2 separate regions of the Pan troglodytes genome follow, and region 2 is linked to region 1. The links are chromatin contacts, called in public HiChIP or PLAC-seq maps. All regions are on one chromosome and are shown on one strand. The core of a region is the stretch at or near the end of the contact, and the rest is flanking DNA. Distances in the headings are between cores, read along the strand shown.

Evidence for each region. HiChIP or PLAC-seq counts read pairs in DNA pulled down with a chosen protein or histone mark.
Region 2: a contact with region 1 is called in an H3K4me3 HiChIP or PLAC-seq map of stem cell-derived excitatory neurons, with 3 times the contacts expected there. The contact joins the promoter of TUFT1 here to the promoter of RIIAD1 in region 1. A contact is called at or near these places in 3 of 7 Hi-C or Micro-C datasets (blood, induced pluripotent stem cells and stem cell-derived neural progenitor cells) and 1 of 1 datasets of contacts at active chromatin or transcription factors (stem cell-derived excitatory neurons).

Annotation. Positions count from the first base shown.
Region 1 is chr1:97,480,126-97,486,260 of NHGRI_mPanTro3-v2.0_pri, reverse strand. RIIAD1 (regulatory subunit of type II PKA R-subunit domain containing 1) reads left to right here and starts at 2,309. Exons shown (of 5, transcript NM_001159766.1): 1 at 2,309-2,392; 2 at 2,858-2,934. The coding sequence starts at 2,309.
Region 2 is chr1:97,662,902-97,669,043 of NHGRI_mPanTro3-v2.0_pri, reverse strand. It overlaps TUFT1 (tuftelin 1), which reads left to right and starts at 2,996. Exons shown (of 12, transcript XM_001172458.6): 1 at 2,996-3,636. The coding sequence starts at 3,577. CGN (cingulin) reads left to right here. Exons shown (of 21, transcript XM_513800.8): 20 at 1-91; 21 at 403-1,891. The coding sequence ends at 544.

The sequences.
Region 1 (6,135 bases), core at 1,060-3,559:
TCTCTGGTGTTCTTTCAGGCCATGGGATGGGAGTCCTGTGAGGTAAAGGCAGGGGAGCCCTGAGACTCAGATGCCTATTCTGGAAAGTTTCTCTCTAGGAGAGAGAGAGGCTTCCAGGATACTTTCTCTGCCCACCACCCCCAAGCTCACCCTCTTTTTTATTCCTCTGCAGTCAAACCTAGGCTGCCCTACATAAAAAGATTATTGAATTTATAAAGGGAGAGCTCTGATCCTGGCTTTAGATTCTTAGGAAATGAGAAATGCTGGATAATTGGGATATTTTTCAGAAAGGGCAAAATGTGGTGGTATGTGTGGGCAGAGTGGCTAGTCATGAAGTACTTACTGGCTTCCCTGATTGAATACAGAGTGAAGACATCTGCAGCAGAATTTATGAGAGTGCACAAAGAATTGATTCTATAACCTTCCTGCCCTCAAGTGGCTTCCACCTCAAGTGGAAGGTAAGACAGGCCAACACAATACATAATAGTGAGTACTGAGACGCTGTTAAAAAAACAAAAAGTAGCCCCTCTCATACATGGGCATTTGGGTCATAGGATGTGATCAGTGAAGAAAGGCTTGATTGATTATCAAAGCACAAGAAGATCACAGATTGGCAGACGGAGGGTATCAATCATTTCCTACTTGGAGGTGGGGAGGTAGAGAACACTGTGCATGCCTGTGTGTGTTTGAGTGTGTAGGTTTGCTGGTCCAGGCTCTGGCATTGTCTAATATAATACAAGCCACATATATGGTTTAAAAATGTCTAATAGCCATATATAAAAGCAAAAAGAAACAAGAGAAATTACTTTTAATAATAAATGTTATTTAACCTGATATATCCAAAATACTATTTCAACATGTAAATCAATTACATGTTATTAATGAGATTTTTTTCATACCAAGCCTTCAAAATCCTGTGTGTATTTTATATTTGCTGCACATTTAACACCTACAGCCACTTTTCAAGTGTTCAAGAGCCACAGGTGGCTTGTGGTGACTGTACTGGCTGGCACAGCTCTGGAGGTGCCACCACCAGCTTCTCTGGAGGGAGTGTGGGGAGAAAAGACAGATCTTGGCCAAGAGGAACCATTATCTCTGGTTAACCTCTTGCTCCTGCCGGGAAAAAAAAAAATCACTTCTGACAGATGGCAGCTTATCTCTCTCTCACTCTATTAACTCTCTCTCTTAAAAAAAGACAATCAACCAAAATGATCACTAACCAAGATGGGGTTCCTGGGAAGTGGCTTGTAGCCCACTATCTAATTTACTTCTTGTGGTTTTTCCTGGCTTGGGAACTGCCAACACTTTCACTTCTTTTCCTCAGTCTTTGCTGGAAAGGACAGAAGCAGACCAATGATAACCCCTCCACCGCCAGGGCCTAATGCTGAGCTTGTTTCTCATGGTATTTTCTTGCTCCTTAGGGCAGTTGTTCACAAATCTGAGAAGACAGCCTCCCTTTTTTCTCCTGCTTCTCAGAAGGCCTCTGCTGAGCACGATCTCTGTGGGGGTAGGAGCTCGGCATGTGTGTATTGACAGACAGGCTCATGCCCTTTCTCGTGGCTATTTTCAGCTCTCTGGCTTTATGTTTCACTTTCTCTTCTTAATTAGATACTAGAAGAACAAATCTTGAAGACCAAATTCCCTTTCTCCTCCCGTATTCAGTTGGGAGTGGAAGAAAATAATTTAGAATTTATGAGGAGCCCAGGGTGAAGAGAAAGTTAATCTACACAAAAAAGTCAGTCCAAGAGGGGGAAATTCTGGCAGAATGTCCCCCAGGTCCTTTCCAGCATCTTTAGTCGGACAGAACGTTCCTTCCTTTGCAGAACTCAGCTCACTCTATGTTCTGGGGTGCTTCCACGTTGTTTGAAGAATCCACGGCTCCAGTGTCGAATGTGTACAGGACAGAGGGACGGGTTGGCTTCTGGGCCAGTGGAAAGGGAAGAAGCTTGGGTTCTCTTTCCCCAGTACTAGGCTTCCTCTAGCTTCTGTCCAAGTGAGGGAGTCTGGAAGCAGATTCGGGGAGACCTTTTTTCCTGTTTTACTCTAGAGCTAACAAAAAAACCCTGAAGTTGGGTGGGGTCAAAAAGGGCTCATTCCACATACAATTAAGTCCAGAAATCAGTCCCTCAATCCGGGAAAGGCGATCCTTTAGAGACCCACCCCCCCAAGCCCCCGCCCCGGAGCTCACCCCTCAGTTCCCTCAGCCCCTAGCCCCCGCTTCGCTGAAGGGGCCGGGCTTGGGGGCAGGGCGGGGCCGGGGGCGGGGCCTCGTCAGCTCGCGGCCGGTCGCCTTGACGACCGCAGCAAGATGGAGACGCTGCCAGGCTTGCTGCAGCGGCCCGACCCCGGGGCGCTTAGCATAGCGCAGCTGGAGCAGCTGCGAAAATTCAAGGTGGGTGCGCCCGCGCCCCCATCCAGCGTCCACCAAAGTGTGGCTCCCCCAGGACTGGGGCCCCAGACTGGGAAGAGAGCCGCCGAGAGAAGGGGAGCGGGAGCCTGTTCCCTGATAAAGTGGGGAGGGCGCAGGGGAGACCCCCGGCGGACCTCTAGGCGTCTGATCCCAGCACAGAGCGCGACGGGCATCTGAGAGTGCAGAAAGAACTAACTCAGGGACTCGGCCAGAGAAATGGGCCGAAATTACTGCCAGACACATCCGACCTTAGTTAAGGCCCCTCATCCTGAACAGGCGGCAGAATGATATTTTATCTGTAAGAAGATGGGTGGCTTAAACTTTCAAGCATCCTGGGGAAAGACTTGGGTTAAATGCGCACGCCGTTTCCCGCAGCCCTTCACATCTCCAGGGCTGAACCCTGAATCTGTCTCCTAATGGAAGTGACCCTTTGTTCTTGCCCCCCAGATTCAGACTCGGATTGCTAACGAAAAGTACCTAAGGACCCACAAAGAAGTAGAGTGGCTCATAAGTGGTTTCTTCAGGTAGGTGGTTTTCCAGGCTCTGGGATTTGTGGCACGCAGGGTTTTCTTCGTTATCTCTAGAGGTTTCCTTCAGTTATCTCTAAATTCTTAAAAATATGTCTATTCATTTACTTTAACCGTAAGGATAAATACATACCTTATGACACTTGGAAGAGGGAATTTGGCGTTGCGAAACCCAACAGCCATCCGCTGGGTGTAGAACACTATTCTCAACCATAGGAGCTTAACAAAATCACTAGTTGAACTTAAAACAAAAATCAGTTGTCTGGTTGGCCCTTCCCTACTTGAAAACATTACTGTAGAAAAATTCCAAGGGTTGGAAGCCACTCTTTTCTTGGGGAAGAGAAGACAATTTACCAGCGTATCCTGGAATACGTTCTTTCCTTCACCCACCCTCCTTTCAGCCTGGCATTTGCTTGAATGGAAACATATCCTAATGGGATGAAGAAGGAGAATTAAAAAAATAAATCACGGAGCATCAGTAGATGAAAACAATAGAGCTATCTCAAATGCTGTTTGGTTATAGACAAATAGACAAGGTTTAAATAATTATAATGGCACCCATCTCCAGGCATTGTGCTGTTTCCCTACATTAGCACTTACCACACTGTATTGTAATTGAGCTGTCAATCTTCTGTTACTGGTCCAAAGCTCCGAGCTTGTGGAGTGTGTTTGTGTTCCCAGTGCCCACGCAGTGTGTGGCATCTTGGAACACTTTTGCTGATCCTCCCAGCACCTCCACAAAAGACAGGTGATTGTCATTTTTATTTTATAAGTGAGAAAATTTAAGCTCAGAAAGGTGAAGTACCTTCCCAAAGTTGCTGAACCAGGATTCAAACCCCTGGTTTTCCCACTGTATTGTGCTGTAAGCAGTCGGTCCCCATTTCCCGTCTGGACTGTGTGCTTATAGCCAGAGGCGGGCCCTCCCTTGTCTTCTCAAAAGTTGGCGAGGTCAGGCAAGGTGGCTCATGCCTGTAATCCCAGCACTTTGGGAGGCCGAGGCGGGTGGATCACCTGAGGTCGGGAGTTCGAGACCAGCCTGACCAACATGGTGAAACCCCGTCTCTACTAAAAATACAAAATTAGCCAGGCGTGATGGCACATGCCTGTAATCTCAGCTACTTGAGAGGCTGAGGCAGGAGAATCGCTTGAACCCAGGAGGCAAAGGTTGCAGTGAGCTGAGATTGTTCCATTGCACTCTAGCCTGGGCAACAAGAGCAAAACTCCATCGCAAACAAACAAAAAAAAGTTGGCCAGGCAGATGCGTTGGCTCACGCCTGTGATCCCAGCACTTTGGGAGGCTGAGAGGGGTGGATCACTTGAGGCTAGGAGTTCGAGACCTGCCTGGCCAACATGAGGAAACCCCGTCTCTACTAAAAATACAAAAATTAGTCAGGCGTGGTGGCACGTGCCTGTAATCCCAGCTACCTGGGAGACTGAGGCAGGAGAATCGCTTAAACCCGTGAGGCAGAGGTTGCAGTGAGCCGAGATTGCGCCACTGCACTCCAGCCTGGGCGACAGAGCAAGATTCTATCTCATGAAATAAAAATTAAAAAAACTCACTATTCATATTATAGACGTTTCTCCAAGTGGCAACAAATTCTCAGAGGGCAGATAGGGGAAGGAAACAGAGAAAACTGAAACCTATCCAGTTATGAAGGTTGGCCAGGGATAAGCCTTGGGCAAAAGAGAGTTTAGGGATCCTCTGTCAATATCAGACCTGAGGATCAGGCCGTCACCTTTTGCAACTTTTCTTCTAAAGGGAAATAAGATGATATTGTTCCTATCCTGGGGAGCTTGCTCTCCAAGTTAGTAGTAGTTCCAGCAGAGAGATTGGGGATAGAAGTTAAAAGCTGAAACTAAATCAACATTTGCATTGCTCACAAACAACAGGATTAGAATGCTTGGGGCTGATAAATAAGAATGAGTTGTTTCAGTCACCTGTCAGAGATGGCCTTGATTCTCTCTTTGTCCAGGAACAGTTTCCAGGAGCAGTCTGGGTGTCTGAGACTGGCTGCTGTGGGAACAGCCCCAGATACTTCCTTTCCTTTCTTACCATGTTCCTGTCAAGGCCAGGTAGGCCACCAGGTTTTTCTTTTTGCTGTCCCTAAAGCTACTCTACCTGAAATTCTTCTGACCTCTTTTCCTGGGTGGAGCTTGCAGAGGGTTTAGTGTTTGAAGTTTTAGGGTTTACTTTTGTTTGTTTGGTGTCATTGTTCCCTTTGATTGGTACCAGGATGAACCAGAATCAGCTTCTGTCCCTGCTGGCCACCTCACATGGTCCTTCCTATGAGAAAAGAAGAAGGGAGAAGTGAGGGCAGAGTCCTGAGCACCGTGCCTGTCCTTGTCTGTTCTGCAGATATCTGCTGTTGATACATTCCAAGCCAAAAGAAGCTCTGAAGGGTTCTTTCTGGGAAGCAAACTCCCCACTTGGGTTTTTTAGATCCTAATGATTTATGGCCATTCAGCCACAATTCTCCAGCCTATATTGGTAAATACAGCATACCAAACTCTTAACACCTTGAGTTTTGGACCTAAAAAATGGAAAGAGTAGGAATCTGACTTATTTTAAGGTACACAGAAACCTCAGGTTTTGTGCTGCAGATATGATAGATAGCCAGGTATGAAATTGTGGAAAGTATTTTTTTTTTTTTTTTTGAGACGGAGTCTCGCTCTGTCGCTTAGGCTGGAGTGCAGTGGTGCGATCTCAGCTCACTGCAACCTCCGCCTCCCGTATTCACGCCATTCTCCTGCCTCAGCCTCCTGAGTAGCTGGGACTGTAGGCACCCGCCACCACGCCCGGCTAATTATTTTGCATTTTTTTTTTTTTTTAGTAGAGACGGGGTTTCACTGTATTAGCCAGGATGGTCTTGATCTCCTGACCTCATGATCCACCTGCCTGGGCCTCCCAAAGTGCTGGGATTAGAGGCATGAGTCACCGCGCCTGGCCTTTTTTTTTTTTTTTTTTTTTTGGAGACGAAGTCTCCCACTGTCACCTGGGCTGGAGTGCAGTGGCGCAATATCGGCTCACTGCAGCCTCCACCTCCTGGGTTCAAGCTATTCTCCTGCCTCCGCCTCCCAAGTAGCTGGGATTACAGGTGCCTGCCACCAGGCCCGGCTAATTTTTTGTATTTTTAGTAGAGATGGGGTTTCACTATGTTGGCCAGGCTGGTCTCAAACTCCTGTCCTCGTGATCTGCCT
Region 2 (6,142 bases), core at 1,747-4,246, 180 kb before region 1:
TGAGGAAGAAGGCCCAGCGTGAGGTGGAGGAGCAGCATGAGGTCAATGAACAGCTCCAGGCCCGGATCAAGTCTCTGGAGAAGGACTCCTGGTATGGGCTACCCTTTTGCCCTTGCTCCATAGGGACACTAGAGCAGGGAGGGAATGGTCTCTCCTGTGCTGGATAAGGAGGAGAATCTCTAACATGGTACTGTGTAGTCACTTGTTTCTGGTTGGAAGCCAGTATATTTATTTATTAGTATCTCAGCCACCATCCTGTACCTCCCCAAATCTGATTAGTTGGGGATTTTGTGAATAAACTTTAGGCCTTAGAAGAATTGGGGTTTCCTTTGTACAAAAAGGGTAGCTGTCTTAATATTTCTATTTTCCCCTCCCCAACCATTATGCTTCTCTCTGAGTCAGGCGCAAAGCTTCCCGCTCAGCTGCTGAGTCAGCTCTCAAAAACGAAGGGCTGAGCTCAGATGAGGAATTCGACAGTGTCTACGATCCCTCGTCCATTGCATCACTGCTTACGGAGAGCAACCTACAGACCAGCTCCTGTTAGCTCGTGGTCCTCAAGGACTCAGAAACCAGGCTCGAGGCCTATCCCAGCAAGTGCTGCTCTGCTCTGCCCACCCTGGGTTCTGCATTCCTATGGGTGACCCAATTATTCAGACCTAAGACAGGGAGGGGTCAGAGTGATGGTGATAAAAAAAAAAAAAATCATCAGCAATAAGCTGATAGATGGACTTTCCACTGTAGGAGTGGAGATTTCAAGCCAACTGAGCCTTTTCCTCAAGTGCCGACACCTCCCTCATCTCTCTTATAGTGGAAGGATGGTCAGCATTAGGCTGATGGGGACTGAGAAGGATAGGAAGGGATAGAAATTGCCATGTGTATAAAGCTTTATTCTTTAGCCCTTAACCCTAAGGCTCAGGGAAATACCCTATGTTATTGTGCTCCCTGGATTCCTGCAACTCATTTTCCTTCCACTCTGGAGCAGGGTGAGGGGAATGTTATGGGTAACAGACATGCAGGCATGGCTCTACCCATTTCTTTGCACAAGTATGGGGCCCATGCGGTAGTCCCCATACCCCTCCAGTTCCTATATTTTTGTCTTCTTCCCTTCCCCTCTTCGCCATTCCTACCTTGCATTTTTCCTGTCAGTGCCTTACCAAGGCAAGGAGATAAGGATGCTCTTCTTGCTTTTTATATCTGCACATTCATACCTCTCCAAAGACCAGCTTTTCCCCAGCCAGGGCCCTCAGGCTTCCCTGCTGCCCCAGTGATCGATTGAGAGAGCTGTTGGGGTTTCTCTGCCAATGACCCCCGGGAGAGGGACTTTGGTAGGGTCATGATAAAGTGGCGGGGGTCTGGTCCTGCTCAGGGTTTTCATCCTTCCTCCTCTCCCTCCTCTGTGACTGTGGATATGGTTATAAGGTGGTTGCACCTGGGAGCCCTGACAACTGTCTGCACAAATTCCAAAAGTAAAGGTGTCAGTCCCTGTGGCCTTCCATGGGGCTTCTCTGACCACATGTGCCCAACTTCAATAAGAGAACCAAGGGACCCTCATTTTCTGAGGTGCTTGGCTCTGATTCAGGGCTTTGCAAGGGGTTAGAAGCTGACTGTAAAAATGGGAAGAGGCAATGGAAGACATTTATTTCTCCTTTGGATTTTGGGGAGAACCAAGCCCTGGTAGGGAAGAGGTAAGGGGGATGATTCACCTCCATATTTCCTAAGCAGGTTGTATAGGGAGCCGGTGACAGGAGGAAGGCTGTTTTCACGAATGACTTGTAATGTCGTGATTAAAAAAATTCCTATATTCTTCTGCAAATCAAACATTCTTTCCCAATCCAATCCAGCCTTGGTTTTATTTTAAATTAAATATTAAAATTACACATTTATATTGAAATCCTTGGTTTGTCTTCTCATTCTTTTTCTTGGCATATTTGGAGGTCCAGATTTTATGAAGTCATATTAACTGTACAGCTTAGGAGCCGAAGCTGGAGTTTTCTTCACCTGACTTTTCAGAGGCCCTTTAGAACAGAGCAGATGGGACCTACGAAACCTGGAGATGTTTATAGCAGCCCCATTCTCTTCTCTCCTGAACAACCTTCTGGGAAGAACAAGGACAGTAAATGCCTTTTTTTTTTTTTTTTTTTTTTTTGAGACGGAGTCTCACTCTGTCACCCAGGCTGGAGTGTAATGGCATGATCTCAGCTCACTGCAACCTCTGCCTCCCGGGTTCAAGCGATTCTCCTGCCTCAGCCTCCTGAGTAGCTGGGATTACAGGCACGTGCCTCCACACCCAGCTAATTTTTGTATTTTTAGTAGAGATGGGGTTTCACTGTGTTGGTCAGGCTGGTCTCAAACTCCTGACCTTGTGATCCGCCCACCTCGGCCTCCCAAAGTGGTGGGATTACAGGCATAAGCCACTGCGCCCGGCCAGCAGTAAATGCCTTTTTGGAGGGTTAGAGTAGAACAGACCAGAACTGGGTTTTATTCCCTTGGGTCATAGTGATAACCCCAGCATTCACTTCCCAGGTAGAAAAATCCTCATTCATTCCTAACTGACATAGGACCCAGTCCCTAACTGGGAGGTAGGGACATTTCTGCTGTTCCTGCCCTAGTGTTGCCTTGAAGAGGGAGCTGGCCCTTCACTAGAGCCTATTGCCAGGTATAGGAGTACTATCCCTTCAGGAGTGGGTCAGACCTCCTCCTAAAGTATTCTGTCTGCTGTCTCTGTGGACCACAGCCAAGTGAAGAAGCCATCTGCCAAGAGCAGCTGGGCGGGGACGAAGCTCCAGGGTCCTGCTTGGCCAACCCTCTCTTCTAGGCCCTCAAGATCCCAGCCTAGGCTTGGGGAGAAAATGCAACTGGAAAAGTCAAGGCTCATCCTTTCTCACGAACACAAATTCCTTTTAAGGCAATGTGTCCCGCCTCTCCCAACTATATAAGGGCAGCGTCAGTAAAAGAGCTTCTGCAAAACAAGCCCCACCCAGAGCCTAAGCTGACTGGGCCTCCTGGGCCTCTTGCCAAGGAAGTGCACCTGCCAGACTGGCTTAGGCCAGTCTGAGTGAGCTGGACCTTGGTGCCTGCCTTTCTGCGGTGGAGGAAAGGTTTACTCAGCTCCACAAAGCCTACAGGTGGCTTACGTATAGGGAGAGGAGCATGTATGGAAGGAAGCTTTTGCAGGTTCCAACTCCTCATCCACTAGGAGCAGGCAGGGTGATTCCCTCTGACCAACACTGATCTTGGAAAGATGGAAAGCGACAAGATTAATGAAGAATGTTGAAGTGCAACCACATACTCCAGATAATGCTGTTCAGTTAAAGCAGCCCCATGTCGCTCCCAAGCCCCACCTTTGTGTAAATCTATGCGAGCACCGATGGGGCATGTCCCAGACCCATTGGCTCCGCCCACCTCACCTCCTCGCCTATCGTTAGTTCTCTGCGAAACCGCGAACTGGGGGCGCGGCCTATCTTCAGCCCCGCCCCTGATGGGCCTATACAAGGGGGCGGTTCCGCGCGCGCCCGCCCAGTTGGAGCCAGACAGCGGGGTGGACTAGTGGCGTGTGTGCTGCGACCCCGAGGGAAGATGAACGGGACGCGGAACTGGTGTACCCTGGTGGACGTGCACCCAGAGGACCAGGCGGCGGTAAGAAAAAGCGCTCTCGCTGTCTTCTCCGTTTTGTATTCCCGGTTTCTAAGTCCGCCCCTTCCGTGCCCCGCGCCGGGTTCGCTGACATCACCTGGTGCCCGGCTCGCGCGGTCAGCCCTGCGGGGCGCTTCTCTCTTTTTATTCTTTTGCCTGCGACGGGCAGTGGGAGTCGCGGGGTGAAGACTCCTTTGAGGCTGGAGGGTTCAGGGCGTCCCTGCCCTTTGGTAGGACACTGCGGCTCCTGCCTGGGACTCGGCGCCGGCGAGCCCGTGCTTGGGCCGCGGGTCTCAGGCGTCTTGTGGGCAGCCACATTGGGTCATAAGAGAATGAGCTCAAGCGACTGGGTCCCTGAGCGCCTTTGGACGTTGTGTCCTGCCGAGGAGGCTTAGGCTTTCCCGTGGGTCGAGGGTCCTGGTGACCTCCGAGGCCCTCCAAAGAATTTCATCATGGTGCTTTGGATGATCAGTAACAAGAAAAATGGTAGAGTAAATTACAGGGCTTGGACTGGAGGGTGGGGGGCAAGTAGGGGACGGTAGGACTCAAACTATTCCGAGATTGGCTAGGGACTCTACCTTTCGCTAAGGGATAGGGCTTTCCGCCCGGGGGTCACCTCTTGTCTTGGATTTCTCCTTCTTCCCCCTTGTAGTTCTCTTGTTTTCCTCCCTCTATCTGCCTGCCGATAGCTTCCTGGGACGGTGTGTTAGTTTTGCTTCCGTCTCCAGCCGCCAGGCCCTGGGATAGTGGAGGAAGGGGATGCAGAACCCGGGCCGAGAAGGGGAGGGAAGTGACCCAAGCGAAGGCTTCTGGACGGGGAGAGGGTTGCGGAGAAAGGGGGCGTTATCCAGTGCAGGCTGGTCTACCCCTCTCTCCTCTTTCTCTGGCTCCCAGTCCCAGTTCTCCCCACCCTAGCTGACCATATGGTTTTTCCTCTCCAGAGGCTGAGGAGGGTAATTTGTGGCTGAGTGTTTCTAGGCTCTTTTGGGGAACTTAACCCAGATTAGGTGTGTACTATTTCATCAATTTCCAAGCTATTGTGGGTGGGAGTGAAATGAAAACTAAGGTGATGGGGAACTTGTGTATCATCCCCCCTCCCACATCTGATTCCCTTACCCTCTGCCTGCCTCATCCTGCTCTTGAGGTAGAGCTAACCCAACTGCAGCTAGATTATGGCTCTTCTTCAAACTCATTTCAGGTTTAGAATACAGATGGTCATTTAGTTCTTTTCCCAGTCCCCTCTCCATTTCTGCCTGGGCTATGAGTGTTTTTGCCACATTAAAATACAGATGTTGCTATTGGCCAACCCCAGTTGCCCAAATCCCATTCTTCTGTAGCCTGCCACATCCCCAGCTATGAGACTCTGAAGAGATGGAAGAAATCTATCCATTATGTGTCAGCCACAAGTCCTACTCCCTGCTCTTTGTTTTTAAGCGACGAGTGTCTTGCTATGTTGCCGGAGCTGCAGTACAGTGGCTCTTCACGGGTGCAATCATAGCACACCACAGCCTTGAACTCTTGGCCTCAATCCTTCTGCCTCAGCCTCCTGAGTAGCTGGGACTTCAGATGCATACCACCTATAGCTTCTCTTCCATGCTCTTGCTCTCTCTTTTGGAATAGTTGAGGGAAAAGGGTATGAGATAAATAAAGGAGAGGGATGTTTGGGCTGCTTTTTGCTTGCTTGCTATATAGAAAAGAGATCCGGAAAGAAGTCTAAGACCAAGTTGGCACTGGCAGTGTTAATGAATCATTAACCTCTACTATTTTTTTTCTTTCTTCCTTTCTTTTCTTTTCTCTTTTCTTTTCTCTTTTTTTGAGACAGGGCCTTGCTCTGTTGCCCAGGCTGGAGTGCAATGGCATGATCTCAGCTCACTGCAACCTCCACCTCCTGGTTTCAGTAGATCCTCCTACCTCAGTCTCCCCAAGTAGCTGAGACTGTAGGCAAATGCCACCACACCTGACTAAAAATTTTTTTTTTTTTTTCTGTTGGTAGAGATGGGATTTCACCATGTTGCCCAGGCTAGTCTCGAACTCCTGGGCTCAAGCAGTCTGCCCACCTTGGCCTCCCAAAGGCTTGGGATTACAGGCATGAGCCACTACATCTGGCCCCTTTTACTCTTTCTTGATGTTTTTGCTGTTTGTCTGGTGGGGCAGAAAAAATTACTAAGAGAAAATAATGGACAAGGAATTCAGATGGTCTCCATCATAGGTTAGTTTGAAGCTAACCAGAGACCTCTAGAGCAAGGGAGAGACAGAAATTCCCTTTTATTCCTTTTTTCTAGGCTGAACTTGAGACTTATTTTACTCCAGAGCTGGGAATGAAGTAATCATTGCCCAGATCTGATCTTGGAGACATTCCTGGGCCCTTAAGGGAGGGGAGGAGATGGTGAACAGTCAGGACACAGGCCTTGTCCTGGATTCCTCTTCTCTGAGCCAACTTGCAGACAGAATTTATGGCTCTGGACAACCCCCAGGAATCTGTCATATATTCACACCACTGAATGGGTGC